Linked DNA regions of Bicyclus anynana: region 2 is linked to region 1. A link is a contact called in public Hi-C data. All regions are on one chromosome and are shown on one strand. Each heading gives the region's core, a stretch centred on a gene start, on an enhancer-like site or on the middle of the called end of the contact. The rest is flanking DNA. Distances are from core to core; before and after follow the strand shown. Region 1 overlaps LOC112056919 (probable nuclear hormone receptor HR3). Region 2 overlaps LOC112056919 (probable nuclear hormone receptor HR3).

The links. Hi-C and Micro-C count contacts between places; a contact is called where the count stands out from the background.
Region 2: a Hi-C map of whole body shows a contact between it and region 1, with 6 times the contacts expected there. The contact joins two enhancer-like sites. A contact is called at or near these places in 2 of 2 Hi-C or Micro-C datasets (whole body and whole larva).

The regions. Positions count from the first base shown.
Region 1 is chr18:11,138,905-11,146,707 of ilBicAnyn1.1, reverse strand. The region is part of intron 1 of LOC112056919 (probable nuclear hormone receptor HR3); the gene reads right to left. Among protein-coding and RNA genes, the nearest start is that of LOC112056919, 14 kb to the right of the region's middle. Within about 2 kb of position 5,102, at least 8 of the 8 cell types and tissues checked have open chromatin away from gene starts, as enhancers often do.
Region 2 is chr18:11,204,894-11,212,696 of ilBicAnyn1.1, reverse strand. All of the region lies in intron 1 of LOC112056919 (probable nuclear hormone receptor HR3), which reads right to left. Among protein-coding and RNA genes, the nearest start is that of LOC112056919, 80 kb to the right of the region's middle. Within about 2 kb of position 2,911, at least 5 of the 8 cell types and tissues checked have open chromatin away from gene starts, as enhancers often do.

The sequences.
Region 1 (7,803 bases), core at 3,853-6,352:
TGCCTCTGACAACTCAACCACAACCAATTAAATAATTCATTTTCATATAAACAAGAGATACGTCTATCCTAATAGGGACCATTTAACAAAATAGTAACGGAAACTGAACGCACTTTTCACACAGCAATCAAGAACAAAGAGTTTTCGACAAAACAGTTTGTCCCAATAATCTTCAGACTTATGCAACGGATTTATCCCGACAAGCCTCCGCCATGTAGAGCCGTGCGCGTTTACCGACACGTGCATACGCATGCGTACCGCGCCCCTATCTCTCTTCTCCCTCACACCAATGTAGATCTCGCTCTATCCTTCGATCGTTCGGGAATGACGAAAAAGGCACATAATCGAATTTATGTCGGTCCCGGCGAGTACTATGTATCTAATGTACTGATAGCAAAAAAAGTTTATAAAATTACAGGTAACTAAGGTTGTGGATACCCAGGTAAGCTTCTTCTCAGTCTCTGCTTAGACCTTGAAGCTATAATAAATATAACAATCTGGAAACCTTTAATTTTCAGTTTTTACCATAATTTCAAAGTATTCTCTAAAATGGATAATAAACGTACAAGGTCATGGTCAATACAAATACATGGTCTGTACAATAATATTTATATATTATAAGAATTTGTTATAAACTTGAGAAACCTGAAAACAGTAAAACCTTATAAAAAGGACGTTTTGTTTACTCAAATAACTTCAAAAACTTTGCAAATCTATACTAATATTATAAATCTGAAGAGTTTGTTTGTTTGGTTGAACGCGCTAATCTCGACCCGATTTGAAAAATATTTTCAGTGTTAGATAGCCCATTTATCGAGGAAGGCTTTAGGTTATATATTATCCCCTTATTCCTACGGGAACGGGAACCATGCGAGTGAAATCACGCGGCTTCAGCTAGTGAATCAATATTTTTAGAATTTAAACTAGGGCCAGTGTTATTCATAATAATTTATTATGAAACACGGTTAAAACTCCGTTTAGATCGTGAAGATTTGCAAGAATCAGCTCATGACTAATGCCCCCGTATCGGTTCCAAACTAGTCGGGGATACTCCGACGTTATATCACGTGAGTTTAAGCCGTGTTTCATTATAAATTAATCTAAAAAAAATCGGTAGCCTGTAAAGTCGGTTTACTGACGATAGTTGAACGTGACAACGTCATAAGACGTTCATTTTTCAAATGAATATGTTCATTTTTCTAAAATAATAATCTTCATAGAACAGAATATACTTTATCTCTTGTAAAAAAAGGGAACCCTAAAGCGAGCGAACGACGCATGACGTCATCTTTTTCGAATGTGCAGCCGGCTCCATCGAATTGTCACGTCAAAAAATAACTGTTATTTGAGTTTCGATACTTAAATAACAGTTATTTCTTGATATAAACACATAAGTTTTGGAACCTTTTTTTAGGAGTAGTACTCTGTACTATAAGACTTCGCTTTTCCATAGCTAGTACAATATGACTTCAATAAGTATGGCATTTTGTATTGTTCTGCTAACGCTACATCGCTTCATTACGTAACCGGGTATGATCTAACAGGCCAAAACACGGAAACCCGAAGTAAACACGGCCTACTTCTATAGCTTGCCCTTTTGCTCTCATTGCTGATGTCGCTGCCATAGCACGCCGTCTCATGCGGGCATGCATTGATGCAGCTTCATTATGTTTTGATGACAAAATTGATATACGATGGTGGATTTTCCTAACAAGTGCAACAATATATTTTTTTTAATCAATTATAATAATTTTGATTGGTTTGTAGGAAACTAGCAAATGCAAAACCGCGGGGTTTGAAATATGGGGATAAAATATAACCTGACATTTATAAATAACGTGGCTTTGGTAAAATAATTTTCCACAGATTAACCCCTACAATCTCACAAATTCTCTGCCTCTTTAAAATATTTTTATAAACTAGAGGACGCCTTCGATTTCGTAGACGGAAAATTCAGTTTTTCACAAATATGCGGGTACCATGTATTTGCATAAAATGGCCTATATGCAGAGATTGCCTATAAAAATAAAACAGGCAGACACACAGACAAAATTTCGTTTTGTTTAAACGTTTAAACCAAAACACAAACAATCAGTAAAGATTGTTCGTGTTTTAGTTTAGTGTAAAATTACTGTAAGTGAGAAAACACAGGAATTTTGAAATAACTGAAGTCTCTTTTTTATTTTAATGTATTTATTTAATAGTAAATGAAGGATTGATAATAATTTTGATAGGTAAAAGGAGTAGATATAAGTATAAAGAAAAGATATTTAGTTACTTTACAGCGACTTTACCAGCTGGGCCGTTCGCTTGAGTCGTTTTCAGAAAATGGAAGACATCGCAGTAATTTGACTTTTAAGGTTTGAGTATAGAGCGAGAGACTGTGCTGGCTAGATCTTCGTCATTTTATACATAATGTCTGCGACAGCCAGACATATCCTATTAATTATGAAATCTATGTACCAAAGCGGCGAAGTTACATTTAAAGGTGTATTATTTTTTTACCCGCAAGCTTAACAAACAAACCAATCATAAGTAATTTAAAAATGTCGTACAACTCAGGCTGTATTGTCAACGATCTTTGTTTGTCCCCGTCGGGGACAAAGATGAATTGAAAATGTCGTAAAAAGTTGTATTAAACTTTTTTCAATAAAGTAATGATTTTGATATTAATGCATAATTATTAAACTTTTTTAAGTAAACTGAGTTTACTTGTATATAACTTAAATTAAAACAAGTTAGGGCCTGGGCCGGGGATGGGCATTCTCTTTTACGACTCAATTCAATAAAAAAAAAATTCAAAATACATTTATTTCAATTAGATTTAGTTTACAAGCACTTTTAAAATTAAAAAAAATTAGCATGATTTAATGATGGTTATTAAAATCGAAAACTTAAGATTAACTTTCGAGGGTTCCAAATGGGCCTCGGTCCGAGAATAGCATAAAATGAGGACTGTCTGGCTATTGCAAGCTTTCTTTATATTCTACAGACTATTACAGATATGTCGCGCATGGTAATATAGCAGTAATGGCGGCCTACAGTAGGTAGCGGAGTCTCTGGAGACGGCCTTGAAGCCAGACGCTTATGCCTAAATGTTTGATGTTCTACATTATTGTAGCGTGGCCTTGGGAGGCTCTACGCGTCGACGGCTTCTATTCTATGTACATGTGTATCTATAATACATATTCTGTATTAATGACTTACAATTTGTGTACTATCTATCTAATCGGGTGATTAATCTTCTCTTTATACAGGGTGCTGGGGAGTTTTTCCCATTACTCTGGGGTAATAAACTTTACCGAAAATTAATTAAAAATATTTGGCTGGTGGGAGACTTCGGCCGTGGCTAGTTACCACCCTACCGGCAAAGACGTACCGCCAAGCGATTTATCGTTACGGTACGATGCCGTGTAGAAACCGAAAGGGGTGTGGATTTTCATCCTCCTCCTAACAAGTTAGCCCGCTTCCATCTTAGACTGCATCATCACTTACCATCAGGTGAGATTGTAACTCACTTGTAAAGAATAAAAAAAAAATGTTCAAGGAACATGTGTTCTAAAATTAATATTTCTTTTGTAAATAGATCTTAAAACGTGTCCCTTATACGCATCCTTATAATAATGACGTAGTCAAGTTTTACGTATTTTAAAATGTGAGGATTGATAAAGGCGTGTGTTATATGAATGGTCGGAATTATTTGAATTACCTACTTTGTATGAAAACATAAAAGTTTTTATTTTTTAGTAAAAAAAATATTACTTATGCAGTTCGGCTCCTAAAAGTGGATTCCTCAACACCTTGAAATTATGGGAAATACTCCTGACCATTCTGTATATAATTAAGGGACGCCCGCGACTTCGTCCGCGTGGAATCCAGTTTTCACAAATCCCGCGGGAACCATGGATTTTTCCGAGATGAAAGTACGCCTATGTGCAGAGTGAATTCTATTTCCATTTCAAATTTCAGCTAAGTCGCTTCAGTAGTCATTAGGAGGAACAAAAATACACATAAACTTTCGCCTTTACAATATTAGTGTGACTAGGGGACGCTTGCGACTCCGCTCGCGTATATTCAGTTTTTCACAAATACCGTAAACACTAGGATATCTATTAATCCTTGGTATATTCTATTTCTGTTCCAAATTTCAGCCAAATCGGTTTATTAGTTGCGACATGAATAAGTAACAATAACAAACATATACATACACTTACATACACATTAACACATAAACTTTCGCGTTTATAATATAAGTAAGAGTGTGTGTAAGTTTTCACCCCCTTTTAACCTCAATACATTTTAACGATAGTCTATGTAACAATTACCATAAACATAACTTGTTAATGACAGATATTTAATCGATCTAAAATATAAAATCACGAAGACCTGTGAAGTACAGAGATTTTCTTTCTTCCAAGAAGTTTACAGGAAAAATATTCAGCCTAGAGTAGAAGTACACCCCCATTGCCTCAATCAAATTATCGGTATCGATTTTATTAACATCTGATCCTGATCGTTAAAGAGTCATAATTTGGCACAATTTAGTCATCATTTTTGACGGCCTCCGTAGCGCAGTATTATGTGCGGTGGAATTACAAGACGGAGGTCCTGGGTTCGATCTCCGACTGGGCCGATTGAGGTTTTCTTAATTGGTCCAGCTCTGGCTGATGGAAGGCTTCGGCCGTGGCTGGTTACTACCTTACCGGCAAAGACATACCGTGCCGTGTAGAAACCGAAAGGAGTGGGGATTTTCATCCTCCTAACAAGTTAGCCCGCTCCCATCTTAGATTGCATCATCACTTACCATCAGGTTAGATTGTAGTCTGGGGCTAACTTAACTAATCTCGTTAACCAGTATTGCATCCACGTGGTGGGTCTAAGCATCATAATTTATATACCCTCTCCATTATGGAAAAAGGCATATCAATGTAGTGTAATGTTTAATGATGATTAAATATTAAAACTTTTTAAAAAATCAATAACATCCCACCAAAGACATTCATGGAAAAAAAGGGGCCATTACCACAGAATACATATGTATAAGCCATTTGATTACACAACTGGTTTTTCAAGAATCGAATGAGACAGCCAGCACCATCTATTGTCTGATAGCGGTACTACATTGCAGATTTAAAAGTAAAACCGCCGCCAGCACGTTCGCCGACCAACGGGAGATAGCCGAATTGCGTTCATTGAACTCAACAATCCACGTTTAGTCGTTTACTACTGACGGACACGACACGACTGACGACACTGATGAATAGTCGATCGGATTTAATTTACATAGTTACGTTTCTTTACAGTAATGGTTGACAAATTAGACAAATTATTGACATGATCTTAATTGTATTCTAAATATGAGGCAATTATTGTAAAACAGGCCAATAGTTAGGTTAGGTTAGTCCTATAAAATAATTATTTATAAGACTACCTAACTAGGGACCTGTCATTCAGTACGGTGTTCTGCGTCCATCGACTTAATGTGTAGCTGTTATATATTGTCAGCTATGTCATCAGGAAAAATAGACGCAGGTGCTATTTTGTGGAAGCTCATTATATAAAGTCAGTAGTCAATATTCATTTAATTAGGCTTAGTTTACAAGTATTTTTGAAACGTCAGATAAAAATATTTTAAGATAATAATAATCAGTCAAAAACTTAAATTTAAAGTTACGACGGTTCCAAACGCACCTCGGTCCGAGAAGAGCCCACAACAATCTCAGCCAGGTTTTTCCTTTTTTAGTTTACCATTTAACAATACAAGCAAGCTACGAATATTTTGTCGTTTATATAATCATTACCACTATAATACGACTTTTTTATAAGCTTGCATTTAATAAAACATATTGAGGAAAACTAGTGACTTAGTGAATAATTGATTTATTTGGCTAAAGTTCTCGAAAAATCAATAAATCCAACTATAGTTCCCATGCGAAGATCTTTTCACACCAACGTAGTAGTAATATCGCAAGTTCAACATCTCCTTAAGGATGTTCCACCTCAAACGTGCGTAGAGGATTTTTCGCGGATAGTAGCAAAATAAATCAGCTAAGTACTACTTAGGATATATTACAGCAATTGACAAACAAGTAAACACGATTGTAGTACCTACTTCCAGTGAGATATGTCTCAAAAAATCCTTTAAACAGATTTAGATATTGCATTTTATGTCTTAGGTATGTCGGACAGAGTAAAGGCGCCTAATCTGCTCCATTACGCAATAATATTCAAGCTCTGTCACATTACGGTATTGCCCGAATCGACGATGACAGTAACACGTCGCGAATTTAAAAAGAGAACTGTATTTTTTTTCTTTCGCTCGTAAATAGGTCATGATTTGTATGCGAGTTTAGTTTGTAGATTTACCGTTAGCTAGGATCTAGACTTGTGGGCTAGGCTAGGTCAGGCCCATAACCTAGGCTGTTAAGGACGAAAGTATGTTTTGTTTTGGTGACCTCCTTTTTCATTTGATGACCTTCGTGGTGCACATGTGCGTATATGTCGCTTAGCAACTGGGTCAAAGGTTAAATTTTTTTGACTTAATTTAGGTATTGCTAATTTTTGCTCAGGTTTGTTTTACGTAAAGGCTGTTTCTAGTTACGGGCGAAGAAGTGATTTAGCGTTAAGGCAAGATATATTCAAGGTATAGTTTAAATATTTTGCATTTTGACTGCAAAAATTCCAAATTCTCAATGAATTATTTCGTATTAGATGAAATTTTAATTTAAAAATACATTAGCTAATATTAGAGTAAGAATTATTAGCCAATATTTTTAATATGATAGTCAGAACTAATAGTCAAAAATAAATGTTTTAAAAGTGTTCTTTTTTCAAAAAAATCGAGTCTCTGATTTATAAAAAAATTCACTATCAAGAATATCTGTTCTTAAAAAATAATATACAAATAAAAATATCTAACTAGTATTTTTTTTAATTTAAAAGCACGTAGGTATCGTCAAAAGAGTTCGTTCACCTCAACCGGTTTGCACCAGAGACACGAGCTTTATTTTTTAAGCACGCACTTTATTCCGTTAAGTTTGAAGAATATTATGTTTTACAGCTATTTATACTTACAGCCGTTGTAAGTAATTGCGAGAAAGTTGTTTCTCGTTTTGATGAATTAAGAAAAAATACTTAACAGCTTAAGAATTAATAACAGAGATTTTAAATTTCAAAAACTAGTAAGTGATATTATTATAAGATAGAGGACCTAACCATGGTACTTTCTAGTTCTGTGTCTAAACCAACCAATCCCTATCGCGGATTTCTTATGGCACCCTTTTCGACTCTCAAACCATTGTAGAACCAAGGTTCTTTCTTTCAAACCAGGGTAGGACCATAGTTTTTACCTATGGTAGGCATCTTATAAGTACAAAGTAATTGTATAAAATAGAAAATTCATTATCCATTAATGAAATGCACGCTACTAGAAAAATTTAAATCGTAATACACACACGTGTAATTTTAACACTGTGAAACATCGATTCTATAGGCGCAGTTTTTATAAGCACGTTAGATCGTGATCATAATTATACTTTTGTCAGAGGGGTAACGTCTTGTGAGGCAGGTCCTATGGTAATTGGTCTGAGTTTTTCACGTACATCAATACTCGGCGCCATTATGGTGCTTCAGTAGTTTGACAACGAGATATTGTAAGAAAAGGTAAAAAATTCGACGTGTATATATTTTTTGATGTATGGACATTTGTAAGTTTTTACTGAGTAGTCCGATTTTGATATTTTTTTTTATATAAGGCTATGAAAGTAGTATGTAGTTTAAAGGTAGCGCGGCATTGTTAATTAA
Region 2 (7,803 bases), core at 1,662-4,161, 68 kb before region 1:
TGTTTGTATCTGTGTGGAGTTTCGTCATAGATTTGTAATTGTTTTGCGGAAAAAAGCAAAATATCCTAAACCAAAGTGGCCTAAGTCTGATAATTTTGGTAATTTTTTTTCATTTTTTTTTTTTTGTTATTCCCTTTCCTGGCCAGTTTATCGTGATGACTGTGTTAGGATTGCGTAAGACAATAGTCTAAACGACGGGAATCAAACCCATGACATTTCGGTGTTGAGTACGACGGAACTATTGAGGCTTATTTTTATGTTCTATTATAATTATGACGGTTTTCATTTGATTGTACAATTTAATAGTTGTGTATATGAACTGAAGTAGCATCAACAATGCATAAACATATGTAATTAAATTATCATCTGCTTGTAGGTGATTGGTTGCTAGGCAACAGTTTTTTGATAAACAAACCAGAGAACTGTATAAATAAAAAAAATAACTATTGTATGTTTGCCCGCTCTACGTATCAAAATGATTAAGGTGATTTTGATAAAACTTTTTTTTATTACGCTATATGCCCACGAAGGTTCCCTGCCCAAGAAAATTAACATATTTATGGTATTTTTTTTTATTTTGTATGTAACGGTGCGAATCTCTACGATGCCTATCTGTCCTGTGGTAGAACGGCAAAGGTGGCACAAGATCGAACAGTTCCTGAGCGCACGCCCCGATACACAGGCAACCTTTATTGTAAACATAAACGTGTTATTTTAAAATAATATCCAATCATGTCAATATTATCTATTGTACTAGTCTGACATGTGATTGCCCCAGACAGGAAATATCATAAAAATATACATCCAGACGATTAAAGATAATTTGCAGATACATACATTTATCGGATAATGTAGGAAAAACATTACAAGTCAGTGACCGATTACCTAGGCTGAAACAATTTTTTTTTTCTAAATGACATAATGCGGTAGAAGACTCGCCGCGCGACATCTGTTAGCAAGTTGCAGCACTAAATAAAATTCATTTTCAAATAATTAACAATTTTACTCTGAAGTGCATAGGAATTTTTTGTGCGAAATAGGTATTCTGTAGAACAAAAATGGCTTGCTGTTTTAATTTATTTCAAACAACTTTTCAATGTGAAATATTGTTAGTCTGCGTCTATTTAAATAGTATTTAATTTTTATTTATTTTGTTCAAGTATTCCTAAATTCTTATTAATGTAAAAAATATGTGTTTAGGAATTTTATTTACTGATTATGTTTTCATTTTGCATTGATACAGCTACTTGCCGCTAGATGGCGCTGATTCCTGTCGTGTGTTAGTTAAAAAAAAACTTCGTAACGTTTATCAGTCAAAGCAATATTGTAAAACGTAATTAATAATAAATGAAATATATATTTCTTATAATGTTATGTAATTTGTTTTTTTTTATTATTGCTTAAATTTTCATATTAAAGAATTAAAGAAGTAATTCTTTTTTCTTACAAAATGCACATTGAAATAAACTTAAAAAAATCCTATTAAATTAGAATACTACTACTTCTAAACAGATTTTAATGCGAATTTTTCACTACTCGCAGACTAACCAAACGTCTAAAAACCGACTAACGAACGGTGCGAAATAGGATTTCAAAATTTATCTTTTATATTACATTTTCTTTTAAATGTAATATAAAAGATCTTTCAACACTATTTGATACTAGCCGACGCACCGCGGCTTTACGAGTAGTTCCCTTTCCCGTGAGAACACGAAGATGTAATATATAGCTTATGACATTCACAAATAACGTGGCTTTATAATGGTAAAAGAATTTTCAAAATCAGTTCTGGAGATATATAAATTTTACCTCTTTTAAAATATTAGTATAGATTATTCTACTAGATTTCTGTTTCTACAGTCTTATAATATTTATAGAACAACATGTAAAGGGAAGCATTAAGCGACGTTTCATTTCAATCCTCCTTTGTAAGCGCCCTACGGGCTCTCAAGGTCGAGGACTCTCGAATATGTATAAAGGACTCTTCATATCTTTGTAAATTCCGTCTTTAAGCTGTGGTTTTTATATTCTGGGGCGCCTATCACACCGTATTATCATAAGTACGGTTTTTTATATATTTTCTTTGATTTATGAAATAGGTATTCTTTTAACATGTTCGTTGCGGTACGAGGTCAATTGACCTTGTACGTCTAGCGTGTTCAAGAATTACGAGGTCGATGGACCTCGTACCACACCAGAGGAAAGTACAGAAAAATCAATGCCGCAGCGAAAGTGTTAAAGGATTAAGATTAAAATATTAATAAAGGCGCGTTGATTTGTCCGAGAGGGTTGTTTTAGAATTATTAATTATTATTTTTATTCAAAACTTATTTTATCATGAGGAAATCGGCAGAGTCTACGACATAGTTTAACTAGTCGCGATGCTGAAGTGGCAATGGGCGGGCCACATAGTGTGAATAGGAAGAGTCGATGTAATCTTCTATCGGATGGATGGATTTTTACGGAGAATTTACACACTTTTTAACAATCAAAATCTGTTATTATATAAACTGAGTGAATAAAAAAAATATTATTTTGAATATTAATACATATACCAATATGAAATAAAAATAATACGAGTCCTTAATTCGAATCACATGCATAATCCCTATTCTGATTTGAGACATAAAACAATCAAGGCGGTCATGGGTTTAAAAATTAGGCTAAAACTGACTAAAATCATTCAAAAATGATGATAAAAAATATACAAGAAACAGGTTAAAAGTGATTTAAGTTCTGTGTGTAAAGGCGGTAATATTTCCAGCTCAACTACTACAAGTTTTTTTTTTAAATATAGATTTATAAGACAGATAATAGCAACAATGTAACAGTGTTGTTACAGTGGTGTGTGAAAGCGCGCCTGTGTAACATGTGGCGGCTCCTTGCGCAATACACGACACACAGCAATGGCGGTGCGTTGTACAGTGACACGTATTTATATCTGCTAAACCAGCCAAGTCATGTATCATTTAGTAGCTAGTAGTGTAGCTAGCGAAGTTTGTGAATACCACAGAACAGACAACGCTAAAAGCTGACGCTTTTAGCAATAGAAGTAGCAAAGGGCGTGGCCCGCGTACACCCGGGTGTGCGGAACATCGCAAGCGTGTCCGCACATGTATTAGCAGTCTTGTTTTGTTCTGTGACTAAAGAAATAAATAATATTCAACTCTAAAGTAAGGGTGACATGTTTCACTAAATATTAACCACCATTTCTCTAAAGTAAGGGTGACATATTTGATTTTTCACTAAATATTAAACAGCCATTTAGGCCACGACCCTGGATTCGCTGGTTTCAATACAAAGAATTGACACTTTATAAATCTAGTTAGCTCTTATATCTGTGGTTAATACAGAATGGAAAGGAGTATACTTAACATAAAATTAAAAGATAAAGTTCGATTAACAAAAATTAGAAAACAAACTAAGATTATAGTTATTAAAAACCAAATTAGAAAAGTAAAATGGAAATGGACTGGACATCTAATAAGAAGCAAGACTAAAAAATGGGCCAAAGAAGTTTGCCATTTTTTTATAATATGACCAATATTCCCATTCCCCTCCAACTAGTTGGCAAAGACAAAATAGACCAACGGGGTGGGGATCGAAGCACCACCCCTCGGTGATGAGTCTGACCGCTCTTACCGTTGAGCTATTGAGGCTTCCTTGGTCCACCTTGTGGGGGGGTCGAATAACCTAACACTGCTTTTCCCTCTACGGTGACATTCCAGCACCTTGAGACCACAACGTCAACGGGCTCTTTGAATTGTGTAACCTGCTTATTGTCACTTCAGCTTCGCGACTACGAGCTATGTCAGGTGTCACGTACAAGCTTTTCATTATTTCTAGAATTTTTCAGTAAAAATTCTCAGCACCGAGGTGGGTTGTTAATAGTTTACTCTTATATTATGGTAACCCTTGATCCTTGTCATTATCAGTAATTTATTCAACGAAACTGAGTAGTACATTTTAATACAAGTGCTACAGTAATAAATGTAGTGGCAGTGGCGAAGGCTGGAATTTTATCATAGGTAACCCAATGAAAAGGAAATTCATACCGCGTAATACGGTTTCAAATATATACCTCATAATCATTACAGTAATGAATATGTACCTATGGATTTGTACGGAAACGGTAACCCGGTGGGAATCGGCTTGTTGGACTCTTCGCCGCTGGTAAGTGGTATAGTTTTATAGGACCAGACCTCTTGTAACTATAACTATCGTTCAAGAGATCATCTCAGGAAACATAGATGTTAATATCTGTTGCCGACTGTACAAAACGTGATTTGTATACGAAATTTAAAATTGTGAAACGTTTGTCAATTTGGTTTTATAAATTGGGTTTTTTATGACTTCATTATGACTTCATCTAAGCCAGTTAAATGACAAGTATCACTATCAAATGTAATGATAATGATCGGAACCAATGGCCTATCGTGCTCTACGAGGCATAGGCCTTTAAAGACAACCAAGTTGTTAACTCTGCGATGAGAAATTGTACTGAAATGAAAAAAAAAACAAAAACGAAAAGCTTAGTATGATAGATTCGAGACTTCATACGTCATAAGAAAGCTCAGAGTTACACATCGGGCGAAGGGCCGATCTATGCCCACCCGGTGGACTGACGACATCAAGCGAGTTGCAGGGATTCGCTGGATGCAGGTTGCTCAGTATCGTTATGTTTGGAAGTCCCTACAAAAGGCCCATGTCCTGCAGTCCATCGGCTGATATGATGAAGATGATGATGACAAATTTACCCAGTTTGGTTAATTTTTATTACTAGTGCATACCCCGATCGACAACCTTATGCACGCCACTGCAGATGGACTGATGACATCAATTGAAACGCAGAGTCATTGGACGCAGGCGGCTAAGGATCGTGGTGATTGGAAGACACATCAAAATGCCCATATCCTGTAGTGGACGTTCATCGCTGATATAATGATGATGATGATGATGGATTCGAACCTAGGACTGAATCTACATAACCACTCGATCACTGGGGCAGTTTAAATATTAAATGTTTATAAAATGAACGAATAAGGTGAACCAATTAAACAATAACATTGCGAATGCACGCAAAAACAATCTAGGTCATAGTCCGCGAAATCGGCCCGACCTCCAAATAACGGTGAACTTGGCCCGCAAGGCCGCTGGGGTCAGATTAGGGCCAATAGAGACCTACTAGCCCAAAATGTAGAACATCTTGTGACCTATATAAACTTTTTGGCTCAGTTGCTACTTATCGATACTAGATGGCGCTGAAAATTAGCACTTAAACTCAGACCAATTATTGTATAGGACCTGCCTCGCTTGACGTTACTTTTCTGTCAAAGTATATGATCAACGATCTAATGCGATTATAAAAACTGTCTTTATAGTATCGATGTGAAATAGTTGTAATAGTGTTCGTCGGTTAAAGAGCTCCGTAAAAATACCTTTCTGTGTAATTGAATGGTGTAAAAAACGGGCAAAAACTTCTAGTTTAGTATAAGATATATACTAAATCTAAGCTCGTTTTCCTCAGAAAATGACAGACAATTTTGTTCGTGACTATGAGTGCGATACAGGTCCTTCTATAATTGGTCTGAGCACTTAAATGAATAAAAATATTATTATTTTGAAAATGACTTTCTGTTCGCTAAATCTCTGGGACATTCGCTAAATATTTATTTATTGCTTGTTTTGTTAGCACAGGGATAAATAAAATCTAAGTCTAAGTCCGATTTGCTTTGGATGTACTGGTAAGATTACAGACAAAACGCTTATGTATGTGTGAAGTTTCTTTAAAGAACGTTCCCCCAGTTCAATGCTCATTACAAGTGAATGCTTGAAAGTCTTCGTTATCAACCCATATTCGGCTCACTGCTGAGCTCGAGTCTCTTCTCAGATTGAGAGGGATTAGGCCAATAGTCCACCACACTTGCCCATTGGCAGACTTCACACACGCAGAGAATTAAGAAATTTCTCTGGTATGCAGGTTTCCTCACGACGTTTTCCTTCGCCGTTTGAGACACGTGATAGGTATTTAATTTTTTTAAATGTACACAATTGTAAATTTGGAGGTGCATGCCTTAGACCGGATTCAAACCCACATCCTTCGGAATCGGAGGTAGAGGTCATATCCACTGGGCTATCACGAAATTACAGTAGCGAAATTATAGCGTGAGAAATAAATAAATTCCAGTCCGCCATTTTGCTATATCCAAGCATTAAATCCTGAACAAAAGACTTTCGCGGAGTGATTAAGCGCGTAAAGCAACCGGTCAAAGCTAGTTCACAATAACCGAGCCGTGGAATTGCAAAATAATAAAAAAAATACTACCCTCTTTCATTAAACAGTCCCCAAGCCTAAAGGAAATTACTAGACTTTTCACAACACGTGGCGAAAATAGGCCATCTTTTATGATATTTACAATAAACTATCTCCTTCTCTGTCGCGCCCATTATATTGTTACATGCTGGAAAGGGACAGATTACTATCCAGTTTCCCCTCGCAACTTGATATCGTCCATTTTTCGGTAACCCGTACAACACTATTGCATTGTGTTTTCGGATTGTTGAATTGCTATTCTTAAACGTTTTCAAGAGATTTTAATGTACTCGTAAAATGTCATATTCTTCATGATTTTTGTGACGTGAAATATTTTTTAATATTTTTCTAACAATAACAATCATCCAGCGACATGAAGCTAGTTTAAAAAAAAAATACGGAAGCGATTTAAGTATGAACGAAAATGACGTATGGCTCTGGCTGATCATGAAATGAAATCATCATCATAATCATTATCAGCCGATGGACGTCTGATGGACATAGGCCTCTTGCATGGACTTCCAAACAAAACGGTCGAGCCTCCAACATCCAGCGGCTCCCTGCAACCCGCTTGATGTCTTTGATCCACCTAGTGGGGGTTCGACCAACACTGCGCTTTCCGCAATGTAATAAATATCAAATGTATTTGTACTATTTGACAGCAATTAGAATAGCTCTACAATAATTATTATCATTGATTTTCACAAAATTATTTTTTGTTTCTGATTATGCATAACTAGCGGACGCCCGCGACCTCGTCCGCGTAATAATCGGTGTAAACTTTATTTACCTATATAACCCCATAATATTATACATACCTATACTTATTTACACATTAAAAATACTTGAATCGCATTATCTTTACAATTATTCTGGCAGTATTTATAAATTAAGGACTATCATACAAACTTGCGAAAGCATGTAAACTACTCTAATCCGGCCCTGTCGCAAAAATCGTTTGCAACAGACGTCTACCAATTATAGAACACCTCCCTGCCAAATTTGAAGTTTGTAGCATAAGAAATTGAAGACTTTCATAGAAACTTGCGAGAGCCTTTAGGCCTCTTTAATACGACCCTATCGAAAAATCCGTTCTTAGCGGATATCCACTAACTTTAAACTACCTCCCTGCCAAATTTCATCTTTGTATGACAAGCGGTTTTTTAACATTTTAAGGTTAGGATAACATTATTGAGAGCTGAAGTTTGTAGGTTTTCTAGAGAGTTATCTCTGGACCGATTTGAAAATTAATTTACCACTAGTAAGCCACGTTATTTGTGAATGACATAGGCTATATTTTATACCCGTATTCCTACGGGCAACGGGAACCACGCGGGTAAAACTGCGTGTCGTCTACAAGTTAAATATAAACTACGTAACGTTCACAGAAGTTGTGACATTCTAAGTACTTGCCTCCATACTACATTTCGAAATCAATTTAAACAGTGTGTTCTATAGATATTGTACGTCATTAAAGCAAAATGGCGCTT